2 separate regions of the Mus musculus genome follow, and region 2 is linked to region 1. The links are chromatin contacts, called in public HiChIP or PLAC-seq maps. All regions are on one chromosome and are shown on one strand. Each heading gives the region's core, a stretch centred on a gene start, on an enhancer-like site or on the middle of the called end of the contact. The rest is flanking DNA. Distances are from core to core; before and after follow the strand shown.

What was found. HiChIP or PLAC-seq counts read pairs in DNA pulled down with a chosen protein or histone mark.
Region 2: a contact with region 1 is called in an H3K27ac HiChIP or PLAC-seq map of extraembryonic endoderm stem cells. The contact joins the enhancer-like site here to the promoter of Krcc1 in region 1. A contact is called at or near these places in 1 of 39 promoter capture datasets (the C10 cell line), 4 of 484 Hi-C or Micro-C datasets (the AML12 cell line, B cells, embryonic stem cells and 1 more) and 3 of 115 datasets of contacts at active chromatin or transcription factors (extraembryonic endoderm stem cells, memory CD8 T cells and pancreatic cancer cells).

Annotation. Positions count from the first base shown.
Region 1 is chr6:71,269,266-71,276,401 of GRCm38.p6, reverse strand. It overlaps Krcc1 (lysine-rich coiled-coil 1), which reads right to left and starts at 4,725. Exons shown (of 3, transcript NM_001354706.1): 1 at 4,562-4,725. Mir8112 (microRNA 8112) reads right to left here and starts at 4,731; the gene lies at 4,601-4,731.
Region 2 is chr6:70,820,949-70,827,782 of GRCm38.p6, reverse strand. No RefSeq gene overlaps it. Among named protein-coding and RNA genes, the nearest start is that of Gm30331, 9.6 kb to the right of the region's middle. Within about 2 kb of position 3,147, at least 344 of the 459 cell types and tissues checked have an H3K27ac peak or open chromatin away from gene starts, as enhancers often do. A contact at or near this core is called in the AML12 cell line, B cells, embryonic stem cells and 3 more, where this site is marked.

The DNA of each region.
Region 1 (7,136 bases), core at 3,476-5,975:
ACATACTCTTGCCTTCTTCCATGAAGTTGACCTTCGCTAGATGGTGGCATCTTAAAAATCACTAGCCTCTAGAACTGTAAGAAATCTTTTAAAAGTGTGGCATTCCATTATATCAACATAAAGTAGACTGAAGACATATGCCATTTAGCACTAATATTGTACATTATATTCACGTATTTATGCATTTTTTCAAGACAGGGTTTCTGTGTGTATTCCTGGCTGTCCTGGAACTAGCTCTGTAGACCAGGCTGGCTTCTGCCTTTTGAAGGATTAAAGCTTTGTGTCACCGTCTTTATTTCTTAGGTTATTTCTGTTGTTTTGAGACATGGTCTCACCACTTAGCCCTTGTTAACCTGATACTATGTAGAAGAGAATAGCCTCAAACTTGTAAACATCCAGTCTTTGCCTCCAAAGTGCTAGGATTATATATTAAAATGTCCACCTCCTATGTAGCTACTTAAATAAATTGGAATTGTGATGTTATGTTGTAAAATGGTATGATCCAATTTTAGTATCAACAAGCCAATCTATACAAGCTAAAATAATTTAAGAGAGTAAATTACTGTGGCTGACTCATGATCCATTCACTTCCTTTCCCAGGGATGGGGGTGATAGTAGAAGGAAGGTGGTACCTGAATGTATTTGCTTGGAAGAAACTAATTTTTACCTTAAGCTATCCCTGGCCAAGGATTACTGACAGTAAATACTGCCATATCTAGGAGGCATAGCACCCTGAATAATGCCATAAAACTTATATAATTTCCTATAATTTTAACTTATATAATTGTATGTGGATATATTCATAACCTTCAGTGTGACCCAGTGAATCTCACTAAAGATGCATATTTGAAACAAGGTCTGAAAAATCTTTCACTTACCAGACACTTCTTTGTTTCATCTGGGTTTCTAAATTACTTATCTGTGAAATAATTACTCAGTCTTTATACTGTATTACACTGCTAATTCATGGGAGTCTGATTTGTAGCTCAATATTGTTAGATAAATTTTATTGAAAATAACTGAAAAAGACATACACTGACTTGGAGTTTGCTACATGTATCTACACTATAGTTTTAACTTTTGCAAAAATTTAAGTCTGTATTTATGCTGGTTATCTTGAAACTAAGCCTGATTTCAGCACCAGTATATAGCTTTTCTGCTTAAAAATGTGTTTAAAAGAACTGTTAAATCAGAAAGTTTAGAAAGAATGTAAATATAGTGTTTTGTAATCATTTTGAATTGTTTAAAAATATGTAGTTTAGCTACAGTAAGGTAGAAGGGTTAAATTATGTAGTTTTCACAACTTCCCTTGATTTCAAATTAGTGCACACAAACCGACCACAGTGATACTGACTCTTCTTGGGACAGGATATGTTCAGGTTAGCCTCAAACTCCTGGACTCATGTGATCCTATTCATCTGCTTCCTGCTTCAAAAAAGTTTTACTTGTCCTATTTTGAAGGTGACAATGGAACTGGTACTTTAATTCTTTTTTTTTTTTTTTTTTTTTTTGGAGGAGTTTTCTAACACAGCCTAAAACACACACACACACATACACACACACACACACACACACACACACACTTCCAATCATGTCTTATCTACAAGCATAACTGGAAATCACAAGTCTTTCTGTAACTAGTGAGGTCCTTTTTCTTTTTTTTCCTTAGACAGGGTCTCACAGTGCAGCCCAGGCGAGCCTTGAACTCCTGAGCCTCATGCCTCAGTCTTTAAACACTGAAATTATAGGCATGTGTGACATGTCCACTCTAACTTTTTGGGGGGGTGGGGGAGCAGTCTATGTAGACCAAGCTGGCCTAAAACTCAGAGATCTGTTTGCCTCTGCCTCTCAAGTACTGGGGTTACAGGTATGAACCACCATACCTGGCTCCACCCAACCTTTTGTAACCATTGAAAATAAAACATACAGAGTCCTAAACCAGGTAGGGTGGCACATACCTATAATCCCAACACTTGCAAGGTAGGAGGAGTTGGGAAAACATTCCAAAAGTCCCATATCAGTGACTAGGTAACTTTTTAAACTGCTGTTTTTTCATTTTTTGAATATTGCCAAATGTTCAAATGACTATTATAAGTCCAAACTTCCATGTTCTATTACTGTCCCAGCACACAGCCACACCACAGAAGGAATACCAGACTACCCGGAAGTCAGTCCAAAACTATAAATCTAATTTACACAGCCCTTCAGAAGTTTGCTTATTGTAAGGTTTCTAAACTTGACAATACTGATGTTTTCTCAGTAGGATAATCATATGTTGTATATAAGGGGGCTGTCTTTAGAGTGTTGCAGCATCTCTGTCCTATACCAAATAGATCACCTAAAGCATTTGCTTACTATGTTCCTTTGTCCAGTGGCTACAAGCAAAAATGTCTCTGGACATTCCAAATGAACGGAAGATGGGAAGCCTGGGTCAGACACATCCTTGGTTGAGAAGCACTGGGCTAGTCCAATTACCCCATTCAGTAGATGACACAACCCAAGACCAAGTGTGGGACTTTCCCAGGGTCATCAAGACTCCCATCTCACTAGTCTCATTTTCACTAACTATAAGTGGTACAGCAGTTATTACTATATGGACTATCACTCTGTCTTTTGCACATATTAGAATCACTGGGGAAAAAAAGTGATGTGGAAACTGGCAGAAAGGTTGGTTTTGTTTTTTCCATGAAGAGTTGATTGTGATCTGACCATAGAACTAAAAAAATTGCATGTTGACACCTAAAAACTATTCTGGCATACTTGGTGACAGACAGAAATTTTAACACACACAAATTCAGATAAAAAATTTTCTCAGGATATTCTCGGTTGATTGAAGATACTTATTTGATTGTAATAAATTTTTATAACATTCTTACTACATGGAAGTGTTCATAAAAATGTTTTAAGGATACTATTTTACTCCTGTGCTACTTCTCCAAATTGTGAAAGGACATAAAATACAGATATCATGAAAAAAGTTACTTTTAGTGTTATATTTACAGGTATTATATATAGAAAAGGAATCTAAATTATCCTGTGATAGTCTGGCTTCCATTATCTTTCACACTGGAGACAAGGAGCAATATAAGGTAAAAGTACTAAAAATAGTTTTTCTGTTTCTTGGTGTTTTACTGAACTCTTCTGCAGTGGGGAATCAAATGCCACGATATAAAATTATTTCCAAAACTGCTTTAAAGATTTATCTCACAGGTGCAGGCTGTCTCAGGTGTGTAGTACCTATAACACACACACACACACATCTACTGGGGTAGTCTACAGCTTTTGTGTTTTGGTAAATGTGTTGGTGAGAATGTCAAAACTCTCCAAACCTCCATCCATAAAAAGCGACTTAAATCACAATTTAACACGGTGCCCAGTGTCAAGTGCCTGGGACACCCCTGCCACACTTTAAGGAAAAGCTCTGGCTGTCAGGTTTACTGTTTATTTTAGCCCTCAACAGATGACACGCCTCCGTGTTTGTGATGCTGGGGTCTAAGGAGTTCTACCCACAGTAGAGCTCACTCTTAAAAAGCTAACAAATTCTGCCCGGTCCCAGGCCATTTTTGTTTTTTTTCCTGAGGTAGTGTTTCACTCTATAGCTCGTGCTGGCTAGGAATTCTCATGTAGACCAGGATGGCCTCTGCCCCTCCACTGCTAGGGATTTAAGGCGCTCAGCACCACGCCCAACAAAGACTCTAACTATCCCCTCATTTTAAGCTTATTTCCCACAGCTCAGCGGTCTTTCAGAGTCTATAGAAGCAATTCTTTGAAATGTAACTGGGATGAAGGAGGCGCCTAACTTCCTAGTTCTCAGCCGGCAGAAGCAATGCCTAACCCTTGGGGAGTTTTCACCTCTCCTGTCTACTTCAGGCCTTCTCTCCTTACACTTTTTTTTAAAGGCCAAAGTCACTCGGAGCACTCCAGAACACAGCTCAGTTCTGCTCCTAGTCAGTAGGGTTGGAATAAAATCTTGCTTCTCGCCACTCTCACACTGGTCAAAAAATGCTAAAACTCGGGTTACTACGGTCAAGAGACGTCTGGACATTTTTTTCTAACTCGTCTTCCTGGCAATCCAGAAGCCTAGAAAAGCTTCGGGGTGATCCGTCCCCTCCACCTCACCTCTCCTCTTCCTTGAGGAAACCTGGAAGCTCCCACCCTCCTGTCCAGAGCTCCCTAATTCCCCACTCATGCCTGTCGCTAAGTGGCCTGCTGGGAAGTCTCCTGTCCACGCTCCTGCACCAAACCGAGGCTGCTCTCTCCCGGGGTCGCTGGAGGACGGGGATTCCTCACTGAACCCCCACTGCCCTCGGCTCGGCCGCCTCTTCTCCTAGCCCCCTCGGACCTCGGCTTCCTCGCCAGGCCGTGAGGTCCCTCGGCCATGGCGCCGCGGATGCTGAGGGGTTCTGAGGAGAGAGTCAGGCGCTCCGAGGGGGGCCGCGCCCGGCTCTCGTCGGCCATTTCGAAGGCGCGGCGGGGCGGGGCCGGGGCGCTCGGCCTTCACCAGGCCGCGGGAGTTGAGGGCTGGAGCTCGGGCCGCCCCCGCCGCCGGGCGGGAACTCACCTTCTCTGAGGCAGGGGCGGGCGTCTACAACTACTGTCCCCCTCCCCGCCAACAACGCCGGCCGGGGGTCAGAGGCTGCGGTGGAGGTGGCGGAGAGGCAGAGACACCGCTGCCGCCGCCGCCGCCTCCGCCGCAGAGCAGGCGGGGTGGGAGGGGGGGAGGAGGCGGAGACCTGACTTCCTGAGGGGAAGTCGCCGCCACCACCCGCGGCTGACTGGACAGCGCCAGCGCCATGGCGGCGGGGGCGCGCAGGTGCGCGTGCGCAGCAGGGCGGCCGAGCCCTCGGGAAATTTTCTAGCCCCGCCCTCCATGTGTGCTCCGCCCCTTCCCGCCATTTCGGACTAACCGGCTCTGTCCGTGTGGGTAGGAGCTTGGGTGTCGGTCCTTCTTGCCATTGGAGGAAAGAAACCTAGTGACGAGGTTCAGCCCGGAAGCCAAAGTGAGTCTGGAAATGTATGGATCCACCGGCCAAAATATCTAAGAAACGCACATCTGCCTTTCCTCTTTCTTGTGCTCTTATATTAAGACTAAATATTAAGCACCATCCCTGCTCATGGTACGTTGCTAGCTAGCATAGTCCATAAATTCCCTCTTAGATTATACACGTTCGTGCATAGTATTCCTCAAAGCACACACACGGTATGCTCACCATACACGCTCCTATTACATAGATACAACATCACACAGGTACTACTAAAGTATATTTTAGTTTTCTTTACATGGTCATTATTTTGTGTGGAGCGGAGTGAGGGTGGGGCTCCTTTTACCTTATGCACCCCAGAAGTCGAACTCAGCTTCTGGGGCTTGGCAGCACACCGACCCATGTGTAATAGGGTCTTACTTTAGCTCAGGCTGGTCCCAAGCATGGATTGAAGTAATCACTTAAAAACCTCAGATGGACTGAGAAGCCCAGAGTTGACTGTTGACTGCTGAAGCTTCTGATAAGGAGATCCACATACCAGACCCGCTAGCCTCTCCCACTTCCTGACTGCAGGGGAACTGACCTGCAAATGGAATCTTCCAACCCCAAAGCTCCCTCCCTCCGCCTCCCCCCCCCCCTTTCAGTCCTACAAAACCCAACCCCTTACTCCCCAACACGTGCCACTTGGGCATAGTCTCACTTCCCTGAGAGACTGCAGCCCTTCAGTTCTGATTAAAGATCAGTTCTGTTTCAGGAGATGTCTGTCTACCCTTCATTTCCACTCGCCTTCACCAATCCCTTTCTATCATCTCTCAGTCTCGCAAGGGCTGAAATTTAACGAGTGAGCCAGGAAGCTCCACTAGGGTCTTTGGTTTTTAAAGCCGAAGACTGCTTTACTCCCAGGCTGGCCTGGAATACAGGATCCTTCTACCTCAGACTCCCAAGTGCTGGAATTAGAAGCCCCTTCACCCACTGGACCATGTTAAAGGCCCTGCTTCCGGTTAATACTACACTACTGTGTAAGTCAACAGGCTGCACTTGCTTCCGTTGCCAAGCATTGCCACTCCCCGACTGCCTAATAAACTCCGTCCGTAAAAGGCTTCACACAGAGACAAGCAGTCCATTAATGATTCCACGCTTATTAATAACACAGGGACAAGAGAGAACCTGAGGTTTTGGTCTGTGCTGTAATTAGACAACATATAATGGGCTATTATGTGAGTGACTTTCTCTCTTCCCTCTACCCTTTAAAAATATTTATTAATTTTATTTTTAAAATATTCTGTATTACATAAAAACTTACAAAGAAATAGAAACGTGGTGTTCCTAAAGATCTGCTCATAATCGTGTGTGTGTGTGTGTGTGTGTGTGTAGTGTGTTTCTTTTTTTGGCTTTTCGAGACAGGGTTTCTCTGTAGCCCTGGCTGTCCTGGAACTCATTTTGTAGATCAGGCTGGCCTCGAACTCAGAAATCCGCCTGCCTCTGCCTCCCAAGTGCTGGGATTAAAGGTGTGTGCCAGCCACCACGCCCTGCGTGTAGTGTGTTTCTGTGTGGAGACGGTATGTGCCCATGTGTGTGTGTCCTAGGAGGTCAGATGCATCAGATCCCCTGGAGACATGTCTGGTTATAAGTGGTCTGATGTGGGTTTTGGGAACCTGACTCAGGTCCTTTGCAAAAGCAGTACAGAGCTCTTAACCTTTGAGCCATCTGGGTAGCCCTTCACCTTTATTTTCAATGCCATTCCCCTTGTTTATTTAGCACCCCCTTAATTCAGTCTCTAAACGTTCTCGTTGGTCTCTCACATTGCTTATGGCACAAATGGATGAGCCTAGGAGTGTACGAGCTCTTCCTGGCCTGTTTAATATTGCCAAGCACTCTGACCATCCTATTATTAGACTCAGCAGGGGCTGGCAAGCATTTTCTGTAAAAGGTCATCAGTAAGCACTTTTGGCCCCGCTGGTTCCAAGTTTTCTAAGGGACATAGCCACCATGCTACAAATACATCTGTAGGAAAGACGTGAGCAAGTGAGTGTGCTTGCTTTCTGATAGTTATATTTAGAGTAACAGAAATTTGAATTTTGTCTAGGTATTTTGCTACAAAATTCATTTGCCTCCCCCCACCCCTCCACCAAACCATTAAAGACAGTAAAAACT
Region 2 (6,834 bases), core at 1,898-4,397, 450 kb after region 1:
TCCAGTTGGTGGAACTGTTTGGAAAGGATTAGGAGGTGTGGCCTTGTTGGAGGATGTATGTTAGTGGGCACAGGCAATTAGGTTTCAAAAGCCCACGCCATTCCTAATGTTTCTCTCTGCCTCTTGCTTGTAGGTCAAGATGTAAGCTCTCAGCTACTGCTCCAATGCCTGCTTGTCATTGCCTTGTTCCCTGTCGTGGTGGTAAGGCACTCTAACCCTCAGAAACTACAAGCCCCAAATAAAACCTTCTCCTATAAATTACCTTGGTGTTTTATCACAGCATAGAACAACAGCTAAGTCACAACCTTTTCTTTTATTAAGCCTGTGCATACACACGTGGGTGTGCGGAGGCCAGAGGGCATCTGGTATCTGCTCTACCACACTCCATCTTACTCCCTTGAGGCGCAGTTTCTCACTGAACCTGGAGCTAGGAGGGCAATCAGGAAGCCCCCGTGGATCTCCTGTTTCTGCCCCCACCGTGCTGGGATTACAAGTGTGCAGGTAGCTACATTAGCTTTTCTTAATGTGGATTCTAGGATCCAAACCCTGGTTTTGTACTTGCCCAGTGACCGTTCTTACCCACTGAGCCACCACTCCATTCCCCGATTTTTCTTGTCCCCCCCACTCTGTGGGGTGGTTTTGGTCCTGTGTGGATTTGCCTCCCTTAGCCTCCTTTAGAACTCTGTCCTAGGTCATGTGTAACTCCAATTAGAAGTACTTCCCAGTTGAGCTCCCAGAAGGATGTCCCAGTATGCTAAAACACATACCAGCCTACTCAGTGGTGTGTGGGTCAATACAGCCTGGGCAGAAGTGCAAGGATTCCCAGAGGACATCCTACCTGAGGCAAACTGTGCTGAGGCAAACTATGCAGTAGAGACACTGAAGCCACCGGAAACCTGGGGGTGAGAGCTGCCCCGATGCTTCAGCCTGGAGCTGTCTGAGCATAAGCAGACTAAAGTGTATTGGTCTGACATTACTGTGACCAAATGCCCAAGAGAAGTCTAAGAGAGGAAAGATGGAGGGATAGCAGAACAGAGCGCTCCCCAGTGGCAGGAAGCAGCTAGTGATGTCTATATCACTGGCTTTCCCCTTTCCTGTTTTTTGTTTGTTTGTTTGTTTTGTTTTGTTTTTAAGTTTTTCCTCTCTGGGAAGTTTATAGCATAGTATTACCCACACCCACAGAGAGGTCCCCCCCCCTTGTTAATTCTCTCTGGAAATATCCTTCTAGATACAGCAGGATGTATACTCACTAATCTAGGTGCTTCCTAATGCTTTCAAGATGACACAAGCACTATCCTGTCAGAGTCCTCCATGCCTTTTGCAAACCGGAGGAGGTGACTGCAATCAAGGGACAATAGAATTTTCTTTCAGTGGTGGTGGTGGTGGTGGGGTCCTAGTTTTGTGGCTGGTAGTAGTTACACTATTCTGGGATAGTTTTCTGTAAGGCTTCAAGGAACATTAGTCAAAGCTCTTCTGTGACAAGCCATACAAACCAACTCTTACAACTTTTAGAGAAAAAAATTTAAGACTATTGCAAGAATATAAGTACCTCACAGAATTAAAGGGAACACACCATGGTCTGGATATAAGGTACTTTCTTGAGGATTCCTAGGTTGGAAGCCTGACCCATCGTATACTGCTATTGAAATGGTGGGAATTTGAAGAGGTGGGCTTGGTAGGAGGTTTTCTAAAAATATGTATTTATTTATTTTTATTTTCTCTCTTTGTGTGTGTGCGCCCGAGTGCAGGTGTGTGTACTGTATGCATGCCATGCCTGAAGAGGCCAGAAGCAACAGATCCCCAGGAAATGGAGTTGTAAATAGTTGTGAGCCTTCATGTGGGTGCTGGGAATCAAACCCAGGTCTTCTCTCTCGAAGAGCAGCCAGGGCTCCGCTGCTCCAGCTCTCCAGCCCCGAGTCATCATGGGCACCACCCTCAGACAAGAATAAGAGAATTATCTCCCACAAGAGTGAATTGTTACAGAAGTCTCAGCCTGAACCCCTGAGTACCGTCTGGCCTTCTGGCTCTCATCTGACATTGTGATCTCACCCGCTTGCATGCTTTCCTACCAGCATAATAGCCTTTGGGGAACTGAACAGGCACTAATGTCACACCCGTGAACAGAAATTCCCCAGAGAGAGGAATGGACCTAGCTTTTGGGTTATGGGTATATTTTGAAGGGGGCAGGGCTTGGTCACAGTCCTCTCATGACCACATACAGAAGGTAGAAGAGGGGTATCTTCCTATAGAGAAACAGTGGGAGGATGACTATGTCAAATACCAGGGCTGAAGAAATGGCTCAGTGGTTAAGAGCACTGGCTGCTCTTCCAGGGAACCTGGGCTCAATATATATATATATATATATATAATGATATATATGGTATATATTATATGGTGTTTCTTTTAAAAGAAAATGACAATCTACACACACACACACACACACACACACACACACACACACACACACACACACACACATACCCAGGCTGACTATAGCTGTTGGTTTCCTTGAACTTCTGATCTTTATGCTTCCACCTCCTGAGAGCTGGGATTACAGCCTGCACCATCACACCTGGTTTATGTGGTACGAGGGATCAAACCTCTCTTTGCGTCAGAGTTGTCTTGTGGCATAGCCCACATCCTGTTTCAGGAAGATGAACAGGTAGATGACATGGGGGCTCCAGGTCCTCAGCTACCACCTGTCACTTAGTATACACTTATTAAACATTCGATGCTGTAAATGACAGTTAAATAAATGCATGACTAACATGAACGGTATTTGCCTGGACTTGTTCTGAAATGAGGATCCGGGGCCTCCACCCTTCTCTAACACTGAGTATAGAGTCTCCAGGAAAAAACAGTATGGTCAGTCCCCACACTCAGCACCTCGGCGACAACCACGATCAGAGAGAAAACTGAACTGACGCAGACAACCTCTGTCCTGTGTAGAGAAACACAGGCCGTACTTTGCACTGATCTTGTTCACATATCCCCACACCTTGCTGTGGTTATCAGTCTGCAGCTCCTGGGTTCCCGTTGCCGCTGCAAAGGCGACTTTCTGCTGGCTCAGAAGCAGGAACTGTGCGCTGCTCATCCATTCTGATTGGCTGAGGAGCTGCGTTCTCCGCACGGTGACAGTCACCTGACCCTGAAGCTCCGCTTCTGTCCTATTCATCTGACCTAGCCTGAGTTGTGTTTTTCTGGAATGCCTGAGGCGGGGCTGTGGCTGTTGTTCCTGGGTGGGGCTAGAGAACTCTGCATTATTTTCTAGTTTATCCAAAGGGGGACTAGCAGAGCTGGGACAGTGAGATCCCAGAGGCTGAAGGTGGTATATGCCCCCTCCCCCTGGCCACTTCCTTGATCCTCACCTCTCTTCCGCTAGTTTGGAGGTTGGGAACCGCTGTTTAGTAGGAAAACTCTACCTTTAGACCTGAAAAGACGGGTATTTTCATACACAACACTGGCCTCCCACATTCCTGACAACAGGGAATGCTTTCCTGGTACCACGGGAGCTGCTCGGCCAGGCAGGCAGATGTCAAAGGAAGATGTCAAAGGCAGGTGAGGGTTCCTTGGTGGGAGAGAAAAATCTCTCTGGGACGAGGCCAGTGGAGGAGCGACTGCTGGTATTCACAGCTAATAAAGCTCCCCACCAACCCTGCCCACTTCATTCTACGCAAGCTTTTGGCTGTTTCTCAGTGTGTGTTGAGGGTGTGGGACTCCCATTTTTCTGCTTTGGTCCTTTCCCATCTCCACCTCTCCAGTGCTAGAATTACAGGTGTGTGCCGCCATGCCTGGTTAACGGGGTGCTGGGAATTGAACCCAAGGTTTCAGGCCTGTTAGGCAAGCACTCTGTCAACTGAGCTACAGCTTTAGCCTCTTTTTGAGGTTGTTGCCGTTTGTTTATAATTTTTCTTTGGTGGCTGAAGGAGAACTCTATAACTGCTTTTCTGTATAACATATAATTAACCAAATTTGGCATATAATTAACCAAAACCAGAAAGAAACTTCAGGAAAAGTCCTTTAGATGTCTTAGTGTAGGATAAGCTTTTACCACTGTCAGACTCTCAGTGAACTGAACAGGTCTAATTATTTCATTTTAGCATTTTCTTTTAGAGATTTATTTGTTTATTATTATATGTAAGTACACTGTAGCTGTCCTCAGACACTCCAGAAGAGGGAGTCAGATCTTATTAAGGGTGGTTTTGAGCCACCAGGTGGTTGCTGGGATTTGAACTCAGGACCTTCAGAAGAACAGTCAGTGCTCTTAACCGCTGAGCCATCTCACCAGCAAACCTCTTTTTTAGCATTCTGACAGCACTTTGTCATACACACCAAAACAGGATGTCTGGACAGAAAGTGTTTAGTGCCACAGCAAAGCCACTAACGCTTTCTGTTAGTGAAAGACTGACCTGGGCCCCAGACCCAGCAAATTTGCTGCAACCAAACGGAGACTGTGGGAGATCCAGCTGGAGAGAGGGAAGGGTCACAGCGGGGACTCTCAGACTAAAGTCTTGTTCTCTAAGCAAAGAAAGCAGAAAGGATTAAACCTGGAGGATAATAGAAAAATGACTGTTTAAAAACATTAATTAATTTGTGTGTACGTGTGTGTGTGCGCCTGTGTTTGTGGCTGTGCATGCCATAGCATGCATATGGAAATCAGAGGACAACTTATAGGAGTCAGCCCTCTTTCCACCAGGTGGGTCTCAGGGATCAAACTCAGACCACAAGACTCAGTGGCAAGCACCCTCACCTACTGAGCCATCTTGCCAGCCCAGGAAAACTATATTTGAAAGACCATTGCTTTGCCATCAGTTCATGTGTTACATGAAATGTAAGTCCACAAAACTTATACACCTCCCATGGACAAATAAGCTTGAGAGACCCTGTCTATTCTGGTTGATGTTACAGGATATTTGGTTATTATACATAGAAAACCAAATTGTTAGCAAAACATGAAAGCCTAGAAACACATTGCATTTATCAGGTGCAGTTAGGTATGTCCTAAATTGTGCAGTTTGGGTGTGCCTCTAAAAGCCTACATAGATAAGAATTCTAAAGAATGGAAAATTCCTGTCTATTTTAAGGCTTGTTGCTAGATGGAGGTCATGTGGTCTTTGCTCTATGATGAAAGGCAAAGTCAGTTAGATGGCCTCGAGCTACCCCACTGTAAAGGTCTCTTTCAGCACTCTTTTGGCTTGGAAGAGCTTCATGGAAGGAGCTCTGGGTGAGAGAGAGATTTTCACTTTGGGCGTGCAGGAACCACGGAGAAGCAGCTGGCAGGATGCAAACGAAAACAGTCATCAGGAAGGAGAGCAAAAGAGCTCTCTTGGGTTTCGAGGAGCCTATAGAAAGAGATTTCTAAAGAGCTAGCAGTTTAGTTGTTGAATCAGGTCTGAAAATAGTATTTTGTATATAGTTAAGAGACTAAAGTTACCTCTCTGAGCTAGCAGGTTTAATCTCAATTCCTGCCTCCTGTGTCTTTATTTGTCTACATATTAGTTAAATTTAAATAGTTAAGTTATTACAAGTCTTGGAGCCTTCCTGGTAATCCACAAAACACATTTGTTTTTCAAGTCTCTGAGAAGTCACAAGAAAAACATTAGTTTGCTTCACCAACGGAGTGTTGAGAACTTGATTCTAGATCTCTGGCCAACCTCACAATGAAATAACTCCTGTTCTTCAACAATATAGGCAGCTCTGAGTGTGCCGCAGTGTGTCAGACAATAGGTTGAACAGCAGGCAAATCTAAATAGCATGTCCAAGTAGTACTAAAAAGTATTTTCAAAAGTTCCATAACATAGCTGTTAGACACATGAACTCACTGTCAGCGTGGCCATTTTGCACAAGACTGATGGAGAAGCCTGCTACTAAGGGTTCAGGCCTCCACGACTGGATGGCTTTCTGAGCTCACTCCCTTTCTCTGTGGGGCTTCCCTGTCTCTGCCTAGCTTTGTCTGGAGAGTGTCCCTGAACACAGGTGGCTGGCCTTATCTGGAAAGTGACCTTGTACAGAGTTCTCTGCAAGGCTGCATAACTCAGCACACATGTCCTCTTCTGGCTTTATGACCACATGATAATTAGGTGCTGCATTATAACCAAGCAGCCCTTCCCACCTGCTTGATGCTATGACTAATTAGTCTTTTCTACCCATATCCCTAAGAAAGTCCTTATATACCCTGTCCCTGGAACAATAAAGTAGACTTGTCTTGCTGTCATATTCACTTCTGCTCTCTTTGTCCTTGAGGGCTGCTGGCCAACAGCCTCTGAGGAGAAGGAAGGACCACATAAGATCAACACAGTTAAAATTTCAAGCATGCTGTAGCCGGGCATGGTGGCGCACGCCTTTAATCCCAGCACTCGGGAGGCAGGGGCAGGCGGATTTCTGAGTTCGAGGCCAGCCTGGTCTACAAAGTGAGTTCCAGGACAGCCAGGGCTAAACAAAACAAACAAAACAAAAAATTCAAGCATGCAAGGAGAGACTCCCGAGGACCTGCCCCTCACCGAGGAGCCAATGGTTGGGGAACACTGGCATTGGTAGGTTCCTATGCCCCAGTAATGACCACACACGTGCCTGTGGACAGTACTGACTGGACCTAGTGGTTATAAAAAGGAAAGAAAGATGAAGTTGGGAGGGAGATGAGAGACACTTTAGAGGAGGTGGAAGGACTCGGAATGAGTGGATGAATATGACTGAGATACATTATACACATATAAGAATCACACAAGGGCTGGTGAGATAGCTCAGCGGTTAAGATTGCCAACTGCTCTTCCAAAGGTCCTGAGTTCAAATCTCAGCAACCACATGGTGGCTCACAACCATCTGTAACGAAATCTG